Linked DNA regions of Mus musculus: region 2 is linked to region 1. A link is a contact called in public HiChIP or PLAC-seq data. All regions are on one chromosome and are shown on one strand. The core of a region is the stretch at or near the end of the contact, and the rest is flanking DNA. Distances in the headings are between cores, read along the strand shown. Region 1 has its middle 38 kb from the start of Lgr5. Region 2 holds the start of Ptprr (protein tyrosine phosphatase, receptor type, R).

Region 1 (7,929 bases), core at 4,242-6,741:
AGGCCAGCAGGAGCCATGGTCCTACACCAGACCGGCTGGATGGTTCATTTTTTAATATTTCCTGCAACATGTGCCCAAATATCTTACCTGTGTATAGAATCCTGAACTATCTACTATAACTCTAACCTTGTCCTCTTCCCTTCCATTTCCAACCACAGCACCAACTTTTGTTCCTTCACCTTTATGGGAAGAACTATGTTCACATGGAAGGTCTGCATTTACTGAATTCCCATAGGTCTATCACCTCCTACCATGGTTCCAGTGTGTCCCTGAAGGCTTTGTATAAGAAAATGTAACTCCCATGTAAGGTATTAGAGGTGTGAAAGTGTAATTCAGTTATGGTGTCCACAAATGGGGCCTCCGGAGGTGCTTAGAGTTAGATGAGGTTATCAGGATGCGGCTCCCATAATACAATCCCGGTGGCCCGGTATAAATACAGATGAAAAGAACCACACACATGCTTCCTGCCATTTGCCATGTGATACTCTGCAACCCCAAGGGACGGTTCCATCAAGGAACTACATCCTTCACCGAATGTATCCCTCCATCCATGGACCTCCATGTATCCATAGTAATCTTTTGTTATAAAGTTGTTCAGCTTCAGGTGAATATCAGTAAACTGAAGGCTGCCTCAGCTCACCCTGTCCATCCATTCCAGCACCAAGATTAGAATACAGTTTATCTTCCAGTCTCCACTATTCCCTCATTTCCTCGGGGAGTATCATAAATGGTAAAACTTACTCTTCACTTTATATATGGTGATCTCTGCATATAACCTTTTTTCTTGGGGTCGTGGGGGGGGGGAGACAATGTTTCTCTGTGTATCCCTGGCTGTCCTAGAACTCACTTTGTAGACCAGGCTGGCCTCAACTCAGAAATCCACCTGCCTCTGCCTCCTGAGTGCTGGGAATAAAGGTGTGCGCCACCATGCCCAACTTTGCATATAACCTTTAAATTGAGATTCTACTTCACATTAAAGGCTTCTTTTGCTTGCAAAATCAAATTTTTCTTCACACCCCCAATCAAGTTAAGTACCCATTTCTGCTAGCTTACAACTCTATTGTATTTTTCTTTTAAATTTATGTTTATGTTATTTTACTTAGAGGAGTGTTTGCTTGAGTGTGTCTATGTGTGCCGTGCGTGTGCTTGCAGTGCCTATGAAGTTCAGAAGAGGGCATCTAGTTCCCTGGAACTGGAATTATGAATGGTTATAAGCCAACACTAGGTTCTAGGAACCTAACTCCGCTCCCAGGCAAGAACAGCTGTTGTGCTGTCTCTCCAGCCATCTCGTCCCTGATTTTTTTTTAAATAAGCTTACCTTGATTTTTTTTTATCTAATCATCCATCTAGTCCATCAGGTGCTTGAAGATATGAGTCATGTATGGCTTATGTCATTCCTTACAGGGTCCATCATATTTCCCTGAACATAGAAGTTGTTGAACAAATTTCTCTAAATTCAATTATATCCTTTCACTCAACAATCGTTCTGTTGATTTCCAGCTACGCAAGGTAGAACAGAAATCACTCAAGAAAGTAAAATAACCTATTTATTGATAATAACAATAATAATACTTCCAGGCAATTTATTAGGATGACTCAAGTTCAAGGCAATACTCCACACATTCTAGAATAAATTCCACAGAGGATAAATTGCATATCACTGACTCAAAACCTATAAATATTTCTCAAGTAATATTGACACAGGATGGTGAATTCCAGAAACTTTTGAAAACCACTAATCATTCACATTCCTTCCAAAATGTCACACAGTGTAAAACTGATGGATCTTTTGTGACCTGATGACATTTGTCTCCATTCCTGAAAGTATTATGATGGAAATGCGGTCTTCTGTCATCCTGCTACAGTTGGTACAAATCCACTGGATACTTTCAAAAAAATATTTTGGGAACACAACAGTCATGAAAACCAATGTCTGCCTGTCCCAGCAGGGGATAGTAAAAGGCTTTACAAAGACCAGATGGGATTTAAGAGTGTTTCTAAAACATGCAGTGTTCCAAGAGAGCTCAGTCACTTTGTGAACAACTCAAAGCAAATATATTTGTTTCCATTATACATACTTTTCTTTCTTAAGAAATCCTAAAATTTTCCAACAAAAGTTTTAGCACAGACATTTGACATTTTTTCTCTTAAAATTAAACTATAATTATTTATGTTTTGGATGCTATTCACTATCATTTGTGGCTGTGTAAAAAACTTTCTAACAGTGCCACAAATCTAGACCCTACCATATTCGAAGGAAATAGTAACCCTGATTTCAAAGTGTTAAGGGCCTGATCCACTGGAAAGCCAGAGGAGTCTTATTTCTTCCAATTGACTATTTTATATGATTAAATTTAACCTTGTAATTAGGCAGGTGTTGACATCTTGATAAACATTTTATAAAATCGTAATTGATATTCAATAAGATATTGCCTAAAAGCACATTATTATCTAATTTTCATTTTAAAGGATGGTTTTTCTTGAACTCTTCTGGGAACGTGGATGATGACTGTAAAATAGAATTAGTTTCTGGTCAAAGTCAGCAGGGCAGACAGACCACTCCTGCAGGAGCAAATCACATGCACAGTTGGATTTTATTGCATAATTTTTGCTCAAATGGCATGCTGCTAGAGGCAAGCAGACTGATCACATAGAGTTGTTGCTGTTGTTTTATTGCAATTAACATTACAAAAATGATTCTCTTTGCCTTGGCGCACTGCACACGCATCACATGGGCACACAATCAATGTTTGCAATCCAGAGGAAGCAGATGAAAGTCGCCCTCGGGTTATAGTTTAGTTGCACTTAATATGTTGTCTTAATTTCCTCCCCCATTTGTTACAATTTTTAAAACCTGACAAAACCGACTCTAGGCTAGAAAATGTGCGTTTTAGCTCACAAGTCCAGATTACATCCATCCCTACAAGGAAACCGTGGATGAAGGAAGCAAATAGTGGTACCCGCAGACGGGAATACAGAAGCGTTGATTTCATTCTCGTGTTCAGCTCACTTTCACACTTTCATACGGCCATAGCCTGCACCCAGGGGATGCTACCATAAACTTTTACGCTGGTCTTCTCACACGAATTGATGTAATTCTCACACGAATTGATGTAATGGAGATAAATCGCCTGAGACATGCCCACTGGCAGCCCTATCTCTTCCTCATTGAGACTGTTTTCTCTGGTGATGGTAGATTGTGTCAACTTGACAACTAAACAAATGATTATACATGTTAAAATACACACACATGCACACACACACACACACACACACACACACATACATACATACACACACACACACACACACACGCAACTGAGAGAAAAGAGAATCTGTGAGTCCCAACTGGGCCTGTGAATACAGAGGCCACTTCTCTGTCCACTGTACTATAGCGCTTACCTCAGAAAAACTGACACTTCACATCAAGATGAGGCAATATCAGAAATCAGGGACAAATATCTGTTCCATAACTGGATGACAGTCCTCAGGGAGACACATTCAAGGTCTCCAGTTTCCTAACACAGGGAGTCAAGAAAGAGCTAAGTTTGCTGTCAATGTCCCTCTAATCTACAGAGTAGCTATCATAGCAAACAGGTTACACCACTCTCCTTCGAATGTTCTTGCATGACTCCCTTTGTACCCAGGAAGAAGTTGCAGCTCTCTAGAATGCTAGCCGGAGGCCTTTATGAGCTGGACTTACTTAGAACTTTAGCGTCTCCTCTTTGCCTGGCCTCCCTCCCTTTGTGCTGCACAATGGCATGCCACCCCATGGTAGCATGCTTCACTGAAAACCTCAACAGACTTTTCTTACTTTCTCCTAGACTATATCCACCCATAGCTGAGGCTACCACTTAAAGAATCCCCTCAAAAAAATCCCTCAAACTGGCCTTAGTACCCTGAACTAAATTTCACTGAATCTGATGCTGGCCTGCATTTCATTCTCTCAGAAACCCAATGACTTAGACCTCCTGAGGTTTTTTCTGATTTAAAAACTGGTAAAGAAAAAGTCTCAACAAGTCCTACACTTAATTAGTGGCTGTCATGTAACAGTGTCCTCCAAGTCTGAAACTGTTCCGTCCCGAAGGGAAGCCTCTTGAGCAAGAAGGTAAACAACTCTAGATAGCTTCAGGAAGTCCCTGAAATTGACCAGACTCTCTAGTCCCCTCCCTGTCGGAATAAACAGTAAAAGCTGAGAGCTCCTCTCTGATGGGAAAAAGCTGAGCTACAAAGAAGACTCTGAGCCCAAAACAGCTGCTTGAAAGAAGCAGAGACCAGCTGGAAGAGGTTTAAATAAACTGAGTCATTCGGAAAGAACACTCTAACCTGTTGAGCTGCCTGCAGGCAGTGTGGCCCAGGTTCCCAGCCCTGTGAGCTGTCACATGTGCTGGAGTGGACTTTAGCAATGCGGCCATTTCTGATCCTGTAAACAACCCCTCATCCATACTTCAGTAAGTAATTCTAATAAAACTCATTGGTTCACCAAGTTGGACTTGGCAGTATCTGTACTTTGGTCTGTTATGTCCTCCCTATCTAGTGTGAGTAAATGTGTATTGCATCTCTCCAAGAAAAACTTTGTCATGCAACAGTGGTATAAGAAAATTTACAACCTTGTACCTTACTATCACACTATATAAACATTCAGAGTACAACACTAATCCAAACCATTATGGATTCTTATTAAATCATATTTTATGGGTGTGGCATCTAATGCATGTTCATGTATACACATACATATTTACTTAACGCTTAGCTTAAGCTGTAGAAGGCATATTTCATGCTCACTAAATGTTAGCCACTATCGACATCATTATTAGCATTAGCATCTTGGTTTGGACAGAGCTCACGGCGTTCACAGGGAAAACCCCAGGAATCAGGCCAAAGCCAGGGCCTTTCTGAATGGCGACATTAGTTAGACATGATAGTTTTTCAAACTACTTCCCTTCTTTTCTTCCTCCAGAAATCTTTAATACTAATCTGTACTGTGCTTCTAAAACAGACAAAACGAGCTTTCTCTCAAAGGAAATTCCTTTTCACATCCATTCACCAGCAAATAATCCTCGGTTATTGAGGGCTGCAGTGAGGTCTGCAGCGTGCATGTGTTTGCTGTCTCGACTCCGTCAGTGTTTTCGTGTGATACCCATCTTGATCCGTTTGGCTAGACTTAGGCCCATTATTTGGGAGGCCAAGGTAGAGTGAGTTTGTACAAAACTATTTCTTTGGGGATGTGAAACTGAATCTTCTCCCAATAGCGGCAGCATCTATTTAAATCTGATTTTGCGGGAACTCAAGTGGGAAACAATGAGAACAGGAACTATCTGCTATTAAATATGTTTCCTGTAACCCGAGCTCCATAAATTAAGTCTCGTGGTTCTCCACTTGTTCCAGCTTGGGGACCACGTTTAAATCAGCAGGGGTTTGTGAGTGCAGGCCAATGGCAGGCTTATGGGTTTCACAGAGAAACAAAGCTGACTCAGTGAGGGTACAGCGCATGCGCAGTCTTCATTTCAAGTGTACTTAGCCCTGAAGAGCCGTGTCAGCACCCTGAGTCTGGGACCCATCCCTCCTCACTGAAAACTATGTGCCCACTTTAACATACTTAGGATTTTTCTTTTGAAAGGCAGTCCAGACTTTGAGATGTCTCTTCAATGCTCGCATAAGAAAGTAAAATAAGATGTTTGGTTATCGTCTCATTCACTCTAGCAGACATAACTGTAATGTATAATTTTAAAATATAAGTACAGCATACGTTGTGATTTATAATTTTTAATTTCCAAAGGTTAAATTGAAAATATTTAGAGCTAGGTGGGCAAAGCTAGACATTCCTGTAGTTTTAGCGCTGGGAGGCTGAGGCAGGGGGGCTGTCTCAGGTCAGTGTGGGCTACGTAGTAAGATCAAATGCCGCCTGGGGCTACATGTGAGGCTATGAGTCATAACCAAACATGTAGTGATGTATTGCAATCCATATGTACATATATACTCAAGAGCTAAAACCTGGCAATATCTATAAACGGTGACATGAAAGACTGAACGTCATTAGCACAGTGAGTAATGCAGGTTCCTCACCAGCACACGGTTAGAAGGCAAACAGCAAGACACTGAATGGATGACTTAATTGGGATGTTTTCTGAAAACAACACAAGAAAAATTCTTAAGTAAAAACAACATCAGAGTTTATAAAGAGGAAAATACAAAGAAACACTTAAGGTCTCTTGAATGCACAGGGTTTTAGCATGGACACTCTCAGGATGTGTCATAGATGTCTACACTGCAAGTTTATAGAAACTTACAGTTTATACACATGAGATTTTATGTAGACATCATTGTTTTTGTATCAGCAGTTCTCAACATGGGGGCCAAATGCCCCGTTCACAGGGTTCACCTGGGAGGATCAGAAAGTACGGATGTTTACATTACATTCATAGTAGTAGCAAAGTTAGTTATTAAATAGCAACAAAAATAATTTTATCATTTGGGGGTCACCACAACATAAGGAACTATGTTAAAGGGTCACAGCATTAAAGAGGTTAAGGACCACTATTTTATATGAGTTTAAATATAGTAAGTATTCCTTAGAAAGTTTTTGATGGCTTAAGCTAATAAGTTCATTTTTTTTCTTACAGTCTATTTAAAGTTCTTTAACATCACCAATTTTTTGGCCATATTCAGGGTATTGCTTCTAAAGATAAAGAGATAGATGTGGTATTCTGCACGTGTAAACATAGAGATGATAACTGTCATTTTAATTGCACACAATTATATATGTATGATATGTAAATCACATAAATAAATATGTATATATCAAGATTATGGATAAACAAGGAAACATGACACCACCAAAAGAACTAAATATTCTTCTGCTAGTTAAACTTAAATCAATAGAAATTCTCAAACTGTCTGATGAAGCATTCAAAATCATCTTCTAAAAAAAAAAGTTCCATGACTACAACATAACCAGGTAGGAATCTTAATGGAATCAGAATAATAAATGAATACACTGAGAAGTTCAACTAAATAAAATAATCTTTAAAAGAACCAAACAAATCTACAGCAAAAGAAGATAACACGTTCGAGGAAATTTCACCAAGTTTCAATAGCAGACTCCACCAAGCAGAGATGAGTCGCTGAGTTTAAAAAGTTTCATTTGTTTAAAATCAGCCCGTCAGGGGAAGAGAGAAGGAAATACAAGGACAGAATCGGGAAATTCCTAGAGGATTGATGAAACGCCACTAGATTTAAAAAAATAAATAAAATAATAATAATAATAATAATAATAATAATAATAATAATAATGGAGTTCTTTACATCTAAATGAAAAGGTTCTGATTGACAGCATCCAAATCAGCCAGTGTGTACAGAAGTCACTAGAAAGGTATAGAAAGGTAGGCCTGCAGTCAACTGTGAATCTGAATGAAGAGAATGCTTAGCTCTGTAGTGGCGGCTTGTAAGGCAGCTGTTACTCCAGCCTAACATTTAAGGGACAAGAAAGATACAGATGCAAAGTATTTTAAATTAACTGTATGTACTAAAGTTGCAAGCAAATGCACAATAGTCAAAATTTAGGGATGTAGGTTATGATATCAATAAGACAAAAAGTTGAAGGGCAAGTTAATTTTCAATGCATACAATTTGCCACCAGTTTAAAATGCACCCGTTTACTATACCTACGGGATATTTTATGTAAGCTTTGTGTTAACTACAAGGGAAAATCAAGGTGTGGCAGGAAGAAAGAAGGAAAACTGGGGACAAAGAATTGTCTCAGTGGTTAAAGGTGCTTGCTTTGCAACCACAGCCACCTTTAAAAAAGAAAAAAGGAAATAAGCTGTTCTAAGAGAAAAAAATAAAACCATTATACAATGGTAAGGTGCTCAATTTATTAAGGTGATATAGCACTTTTGGAGTCATCTAAACATTGCAGGTAAGTATTAA
Region 2 (7,559 bases), core at 3,409-5,908, 390 kb before region 1:
TATCTGAGGTGAGTGGAAAAAAAAAATCTCATCACACCACATGACATGATCTCTGATAGACACAGCAAAAACAAAATACATAAAAAAAATCCTTAAAGGGCTTATACTTCCATATAGAGAAGGAGAATATAAGCAAATTAAGAAAAGTATATGTATATGAAATGTGTGACCTCTGAGAAGGTAGAGGAGCAGATGATATCAATTTTAGAGAGAGAAGTATGAAAGAATCTATCAAGAGAAATTTCCACTAAAAGGTCACATGTTAGTAAAGCCCAAGATCTCAAATCATGGATAGGTTAATCCAGGAAATGGCTTTCCTTGGTAAAGAAAAACTTATGCAAGATCCTTCTAGGAACAGACAGACTAATATGAGCAGAGATAAGTTTAAAGAGGAAAGTGGTGGAGGTATATAAGAAAGAAAGGAGAGAAATAGAATATTGTAGACCTTGCATGTTTTAAGGGCTGTTTGGTTTGACTAATCTTTGAGATTGGACAACCAAAGGATATGATATAATCTGAAAACACAATGCTTTTTATGCTAGATTGCTCTTTTTCTTGAGCATATAATTTCTGCAAATGACTTCCTATATCCTTATGGCTCCATGAAAGGCACTCTGTCCCTTTGGGAGACTGAAGAGGTGTGCTATATAATTCTTGGAGAATAGAGGAACACCTTTGAGACATACCCTGAAGAAATGTATGTCATTCAGACAGGACAACAGGAAGGACAGGATGGCAATCTGAAGTCACCTTTTCCAGTGCATGGGTTGAAGTCAATCTCTTTACTATCACAACATTCGTTGGTTTTTTGTTTTGTTTTGTTTTGTTTTGTTTTGTTTTTTTAGCTTTTAGATGATAACTTTTGAGAATATCACAAAAAAATTTACTCCTTGGCATTGAAAGTACTACCACATTAACATAATCTCCTCAAATGGAATATGACTCATTGGGCAAAGAATGAATGAGTACTGAAGTAAATAAGCGGTCTGTGAGTCTTCCACACGGTTGTTCTTTAAGCAATCTTCCCATTGGCATGGCTTTTGGTTAACACTTGGATATCTATGAAGTGGGCTTTTAAACTGGAATTTCTTTGCTCTATTGGATCCCAGAAGATTCGAAGAGTAAGGACAGCTAAGGAGAAAAGGATTTGTCACCACTAACACAATGGTGGCTTATTCTATTAGAATCAGTTTTGCCTACGTTTCCAGCAACTACTTTATGAGGACGTTATCGATGGCATCTTAGAATACTTCATAGGTGGGAGAAATTGGCTGAAGGGATGGGATGTTAGTGCTCTTAGCTATATTGGGAACTTGAATTTTTTGTAGTATATAGTAATAGGTCTGAGAGCCTGTGTGTTTTTTTTTTTTCTTCCAGACTATGTTGTCAGTTGGCACTACTGCATCTTGTTATTTGTGCCTTAAGCAACTTAAGCAACTGGCTGGACGATAAGTATGATTTGTTTCTTTAGATCTGTGGCAATTAGCTGTCACGTGTCATTCAACTTCTTAGCTATGAGCTAAGCAGCTTCGTTGGCCTTCCTTACCCAAGAATGACAACTGCATTGCACTGTTTGCCCTTCCCACAGACATGACAAACATATCACAGTTTGCCCCCTATTGAGACTGCCAGAACTTGGGGTTACCATGCCATAGGCAACCATACCAAGTAATTGGAGATGACACTCACATTGAAAGTAATTTCCAGCCTTATCGTTAGAGACATGGCTATGCCCCAGGCAACAATTCCCAGCACAGCTGAGAACACTTACAGTCCATCTCATTATTTAATTTACTCCATTTGTCGAGCATCCTAAGATACCATCATTTGTGATACCACCATAAAGTAGTTGCTGGCAACCTGGGTATGACTGATATCGAGCAATTAGCTTTTCAGCCAAGCAGCTAATGTGTATAGGTGTCACTGTCCTTTCTAAAAATAGAGTCAGCCTCTGCCCTGGGAATGTGGCTTTCTTTACAAGAGACAAGCTCAGATATTCAACAAGTAAAAGGCTTGGAGGCTTCTTGATCTCTGCTCTCCCAGCCACTTACTTTCTGATTACCTAAATCTGTGGGAGCAGAGGTCAAGAAAGCCACATTTATTTGAGTTCTGATGAAAAGCCCAAACAGTAATATTAGGTAGCTCTGATGCATTTTAATCTGATGACAGCCTGTGACCCACAAATTGCTGTTTAAAATTAAAAATGAATCCAAAATGAAACTGGCAAGACAATTACAATCCCAGACTTGTAATCTGCTTTGACAAGACACCATTCCAAAGCACTGTATTAAATACAAATACAATTAATGTATATGTAGCATACTGCAATTGAAACCTGAAATATGTAGTAAATCACCAGTTGCCTTATGAAACTAAACTTGGCTGGATAATCTTATTTTTAATCTTTTTTTACATGTTAAGAAGGCAAAGTGCAGATTATAGATTTGCTTTGACTTTTGTAATACACACTTTGGCAAACCTCCAGACATCATCGAGGGATGCAGACTTCATCGAGGGATGCAGACTTCCAGGTTTCACCTCTGATGAGAAAATGCTCTCTATTTCCCTTATCCCCAGGGTTCATCCATAATAAATTAGAAATGTTTTCTGCATGCTTAATATGAAGTCTATTTATAATTTCAAGCTTATAACTACTTAGTATGCATTAATTACAATCCCTAACATTTGTTTATACATAATTTTCAAGAATAACTTCACTGATGTATTTTATCAGATAATTAATTACTTAACTGGATAGCAATGAAAACTTTTTTTTTGGCAATGGCTATTTTTTCAGTTGTACCATTAAACAGTATTGGATGTAAAACAATAACAGTGTTCATGTTTTCATCATCATATATTTTAACGTTAAATAATTACATGTGGCAATGAAATGTTTGCAAATAATTTAATGACCAAATCATAGCTTTTTCTCCCACTGGTTTTTCAAGATACCAGAGAACCACTGAACACCCCACAATGTAATATTGTATCTATGATAATTAACACACATCCTTAATTATAGCCTTATTGTTCCTATACATTGTTTGTTTCTAAATTCACAATGCATTTAAATAGCAATTGCTGGGACAAAAAAAGTACTACATCTCACTCCCATCATTGCATACATGAAAAAAAAAACACTCAGTCTTTTGGAGCACTATAACAAGGATTGTAGGTGTGTGTGTGTGTGTGTGTGTGTGTGTGTGTGTGTGTGTTCACAGTAGCATAATACACTCCCACTCGGTGTACTTAGAGAAATGAATGCGTGTGAAAGAAACTCAAAGAAAAGGTCTGTGCTTGCTACAGGATCACTGCATGGACAACTGCGGTCTCGGCAGGGTTCCTGAAATCTCTCTGCCATGTTTTATTTTGGTTCCCGTGTGTGAAAATCACCTAGGGTGCAGTCCAGTGAGCCTGTCCACAGGGTTAGAGGAGCCAGGTGACACCGAATATAAAATTCCTAGGCACTTTATCAGCTGTGCATCCCTAGAACTACACAGTGATTCTTGTGTCCAATCTATTTTTATGTGTTTACACTCTCGCTGCCTCCCATCCAATCTATCCTGGGGACACAGTGATAAAAAACCCCCAGGCTTGTCAGCGTGGTTGGGTTTTTCTTTACTGACTGCGGATACTGACCGTGGTGCTGAAATAGAGAGGAGCCTCCGGTTTGAAACCTTTCCTTCCTCTTATTGGTTCAGAAAACCCGAATGACAAGAGCAGGGGCCAAAGCAGCCTAGAGCAGCATGATGAATAAACCGAGCATTTGGCTCTTAGGGGCGGAGATGCAGACCGTCAGGTTACAGACAGGGCATCCCCGTGAGCGCTCGCTACACTGGGAGATCTTATGGATGTAGCCGCTGCAGTAGGAAGGGCTTCATCCAGCAGGGTGTCTCATCTCTTTTTCCCTGTAAAATGTGCAACCAAGCGCAAAGCCTAGAAGCACAAGCAGGAAAGCTCAATGGAGGGGGGACCAAATCTATATTCACATTAAAAACTGTTCACTCTTCGCCATGCAAGATAAAGAAGGGAGAGCTGAATTTAGCCTAAGTTTTCAGCCCTAGCCTTCCAACAGGTGCACTCTCTCACCCCTCAGACATTATCCCAAATCTTTCTCTGCCAGGCAAGCTTTCCCTGGAGTCCTCTAGCGTGTGCTGTTTCCCATCTTCTCCTTAGCTTCAGCTCTGAACCCCGCAAGCCCTTACCTGCAGCATGAAGATTAAGAAGCAGGCACAGCGCAGGGAAGCCGACCGCTCTCCTCATAGTGTGTGCATTGAGGGTCAGAGGAGAAACTCCGCCGCAACCCCACTCTAGGCTAAGTGCTATTTGAGAGAACCACTGCCAAGAGTCCTTTGATCCCGGGCATCCGATGACAGGGTCCTCCGCTGGGGTACACAGAGCAGTCTGTGGCGTGCCTACAGAACCGAGCACCTGCTTCCTCTCCGCAAGGGATGGGGAGATACGAGAGTAGGATGCTGCGGGAGATGGGGACTCGAGGCTGATGGGGGCAAGACGCTCAGAAGAGGTGAGAGTTTGGCCTTCTGGAAGCCCGCAGCCGGTGGTGACAGTGGGGTGGACTCTAGTGCCAGCCTCCGAGCCAGGCAGCGCCTCTGCTGCCTGTGCAGCTAGCAGCAGCCGAGACACACCGAGGCACTGAGCATGCCCAGCTCCGGCCCTGGCTAGGGAGTTTCAAATCGAAATTCCACCTCTCCGGGTCTTAGCTGAGACTGCGAGGGGAACAAGCTCCACGAGGAGGAGGAGGGGGAGGAGGGGCTGGAGGCTAGCTTTAGGGACCTCCTAAATCTGAGGTCCTAGAGTTCCTCCTAAATCTGGGCGGGGGGAGGAGTTGAGTGGGGAGGGAAGAGGCGGGGCCAGGACCACAGAAACCCAAGGAGGGAAGTGGAGGGGGCCACTCATCTGGTTCCTTCCTCACATTTTTGAATCACGCGTGGACTCAGCTCACTGTGGCAACTAAATGCTTGCAGGCTGACCAGTTTCCCAGTATGTCCCCACCCTAGTGAAGCATAGGCAAGCAGCGAGTTCTGGCCTGGTTGGGCAAATGTTCCCACTTACAGCCTGCTGTGTTTAAGCAAACGGGATATTCCGAGAGCGCCCCCTTCTTGCCAATGAGCTCACCCCAGGCTTCTTTCTTCCAATCTTTGTACTTCCACTAAATTCAAGCCTCAAGTCTTTGACTGGAGTGCTTGAAAACAGGGAGGTCATACTTACAGGGTAGGGAAGTACACCCGTGTAATACGAAGGAAAGGAACGGTCTTTGGTGTTTTATGGAAATAATTACCTAAGATTTTATCATTAATTTAAAAAATAATGTATTGGGGTATTTTGCTTGCATGCCTGTCTGTCCACCACGCCTGTGTGTCATTGCCCTCAGAGGTCAAATGAGGTTGTTAAAAGGCTAGGATTGGATTTATGGATGGTTGCGAACTGCCACGCGGTCGCAGGAATAAGACCCGGGTCTTCTGGGAAAGTAAGGAGAGCTTTTCACAGCTGAGCCACTCAAGCCTTATCAACTTAACTCGACTTCTCCGCTCCAATCCTGTACCTTTAACGAGGCTCGCACAGTGTGCAAATATATGCACTTTTAGTTCCTTTACCTAAGTTGGTAGGATGAAGATCCTTACCATTCTAGTGACTAATTACTCTAAGGCCAAATGTCCCTCAGCCAAGCTCCCTTCAAGACTGTTCATCTTCTGCTTCTATTCGCAGGTTTCCCTTCTGCCTCTTCGGCAATGGACCTCACTCAGACCACTGCCCACCCAGTTGCTTACAAAGGTCTAAATTTGTTTTTTTCTTAAGAAGCTTTGGGCTAACCTGACATTATAATGTCCTTCCTCTTCCCCGCTTTTTGAACACCGCCACACACACACACACACACACACACACACACACACACATATATATATATATATATATATATATATATATATATATATTTTTTTTTTCCTCTCTCTCTCTCAAACGGTTCGTTTATCTGTGACACACATTTCGCCAACTGCAGGCTCTTTGAGAAGCTCTAAATTTTGCATTAACTTAAATTGAATAAAATCGTGCTGGCCAAATACGAGGTAGTAATAAGTGCTCATTGAATTGAACTGCGAGGCTCATTGAGTGCTTTCTTCCTGCATCCCCTGAGGACTGAGACAGCTAATAGGAAGCCAGATAATCAACAGAACCGAAATTAGGACCGGCCTCAAAGGCTCTGGGTGCTCAGGCAGTGCCACCTATTTCTTTTATAATTTTTTGTATCAAGAGCTCTGAGAAGACAAGGCCAGGAATTAAACTCTAACAGGTGGAGTGTGAGCAAGATGACATGTATTTTTAATACCTCACCATTCTCTCTGTCCTAAAAATAGAAGCATAAAAAGCACTCTTGCTGCTCCCCTGGTTGTGCCTGTGACTGTAGTGGGCTCTGCCTCTGAGGACCAGAGTTTCGCCGAGACTTTTCTGCAATCTTTTCTGCAGCTTTGACCCTTGCATCAGAGTTTCTTTTTCTGTTTCTGTTTGCCATATTATTTTCTGATATACAGGCAGTTATATTTCTATAGTTTATATTCTTTCATCCATACTCCTTTGGCCCTAGGATACAATCTCTAGAATGACAGAGTTGTAGACAGGGTTTCTATTCCTGCACAAAACATCATGACCAAGAAACAAGTTGGGGAGGAAAGGGTTTATTCATCTTACACTTCCCACATTGTTGTTCATCACCAAAGGAAGTCAGGACTGGAACGCAAGCAGGTCAGGAAGCTGATACAGAGGCCATCGAGGAATGTTACTTACTGGCTTGCTTCCCTTGGCTTGCTCAGCTTGCTCTCTTATAGAACCCAAGACTACCAGCCCAGGGATGGCACTGCCCACAAGGGGCCTTTCCCCCTTGATCACCAACTGAGAAAATGTCTCACAGCTGGATCTCATGGAGGCATTTCCCCAACTGAAACTCCAACCTTTGTCAAGTTGACACACAAAACCAGCCAGTACAGACTTTTGGGGGGCTTTACTCACTTTAAGTAACCCAACTGCCCAGACCAACACTTCACACAACAACCATGCTCAAAACCAATAAAGGTCATCTGGATGAGATGCTCCAAAACAGGTGGGCAGCCTGGCTGGTACTGCTACTGAATTTATCTCCCAGATGCACTGTATACCCATGTTTAGAGGTAAGTGGAGTAAAATCCTTCTTAGCTATGACTGCTGGTGCATGGATGGAGTCAGGAGGGAAATAATATCAGTGTGCTTGCAGAAGATGCACCTTCCTAATTTTATGCCTCTTTAAAACAATATTCAAGCTTACATAAGTGTTCAAGAAGATAATATGGCTACAGTCATGAATCCATGCTGCATCAGTGCCAAGAATATCTTGCTTTTCCATAGATAATTCTAACCTTTACTTTGGGGGAGGGGGGATGTAAAATTTCAATTAATATAATTGGTTTTGACTTTGCCAGCAAGCAGCCTGCTAGCTATGTACTTTGCCTAAGGCTACAGGTAGCTGAATGAAAAACCACATGAAAATCTCTTTAACAGGAAAATTT

Evidence for each region. HiChIP or PLAC-seq counts read pairs in DNA pulled down with a chosen protein or histone mark.
Region 2: an H3K4me3 HiChIP or PLAC-seq map of embryonic forebrain shows a contact between it and region 1, with 5 times the contacts expected there. The contact joins the promoter of Ptprr here to the enhancer-like site in region 1. A contact is called at or near these places in 13 of 39 promoter capture datasets (the 3T3-L1 cell line, 3T3-L1-derived adipocytes, the HPC-7 cell line and 8 more), 2 of 115 datasets of contacts at active chromatin or transcription factors (astrocytes and embryonic forebrain) and 1 of 9 other capture datasets (embryonic stem cells).

The regions. Positions count from the first base shown.
Region 1 is chr10:115,621,648-115,629,576 of GRCm38.p6, reverse strand. No RefSeq gene overlaps it. Among named protein-coding and RNA genes, the nearest start is that of Lgr5, 38 kb to the right of the region's middle. Within about 2 kb of position 5,491, at least 21 of the 459 cell types and tissues checked have an H3K27ac peak or open chromatin away from gene starts, as enhancers often do.
Region 2 is chr10:116,015,462-116,023,020 of GRCm38.p6, reverse strand. It overlaps Ptprr (protein tyrosine phosphatase, receptor type, R), which reads right to left and starts at 4,658. Exons shown (of 14, transcript NM_011217.2): 1 at 4,209-4,658. The coding sequence starts at 4,266.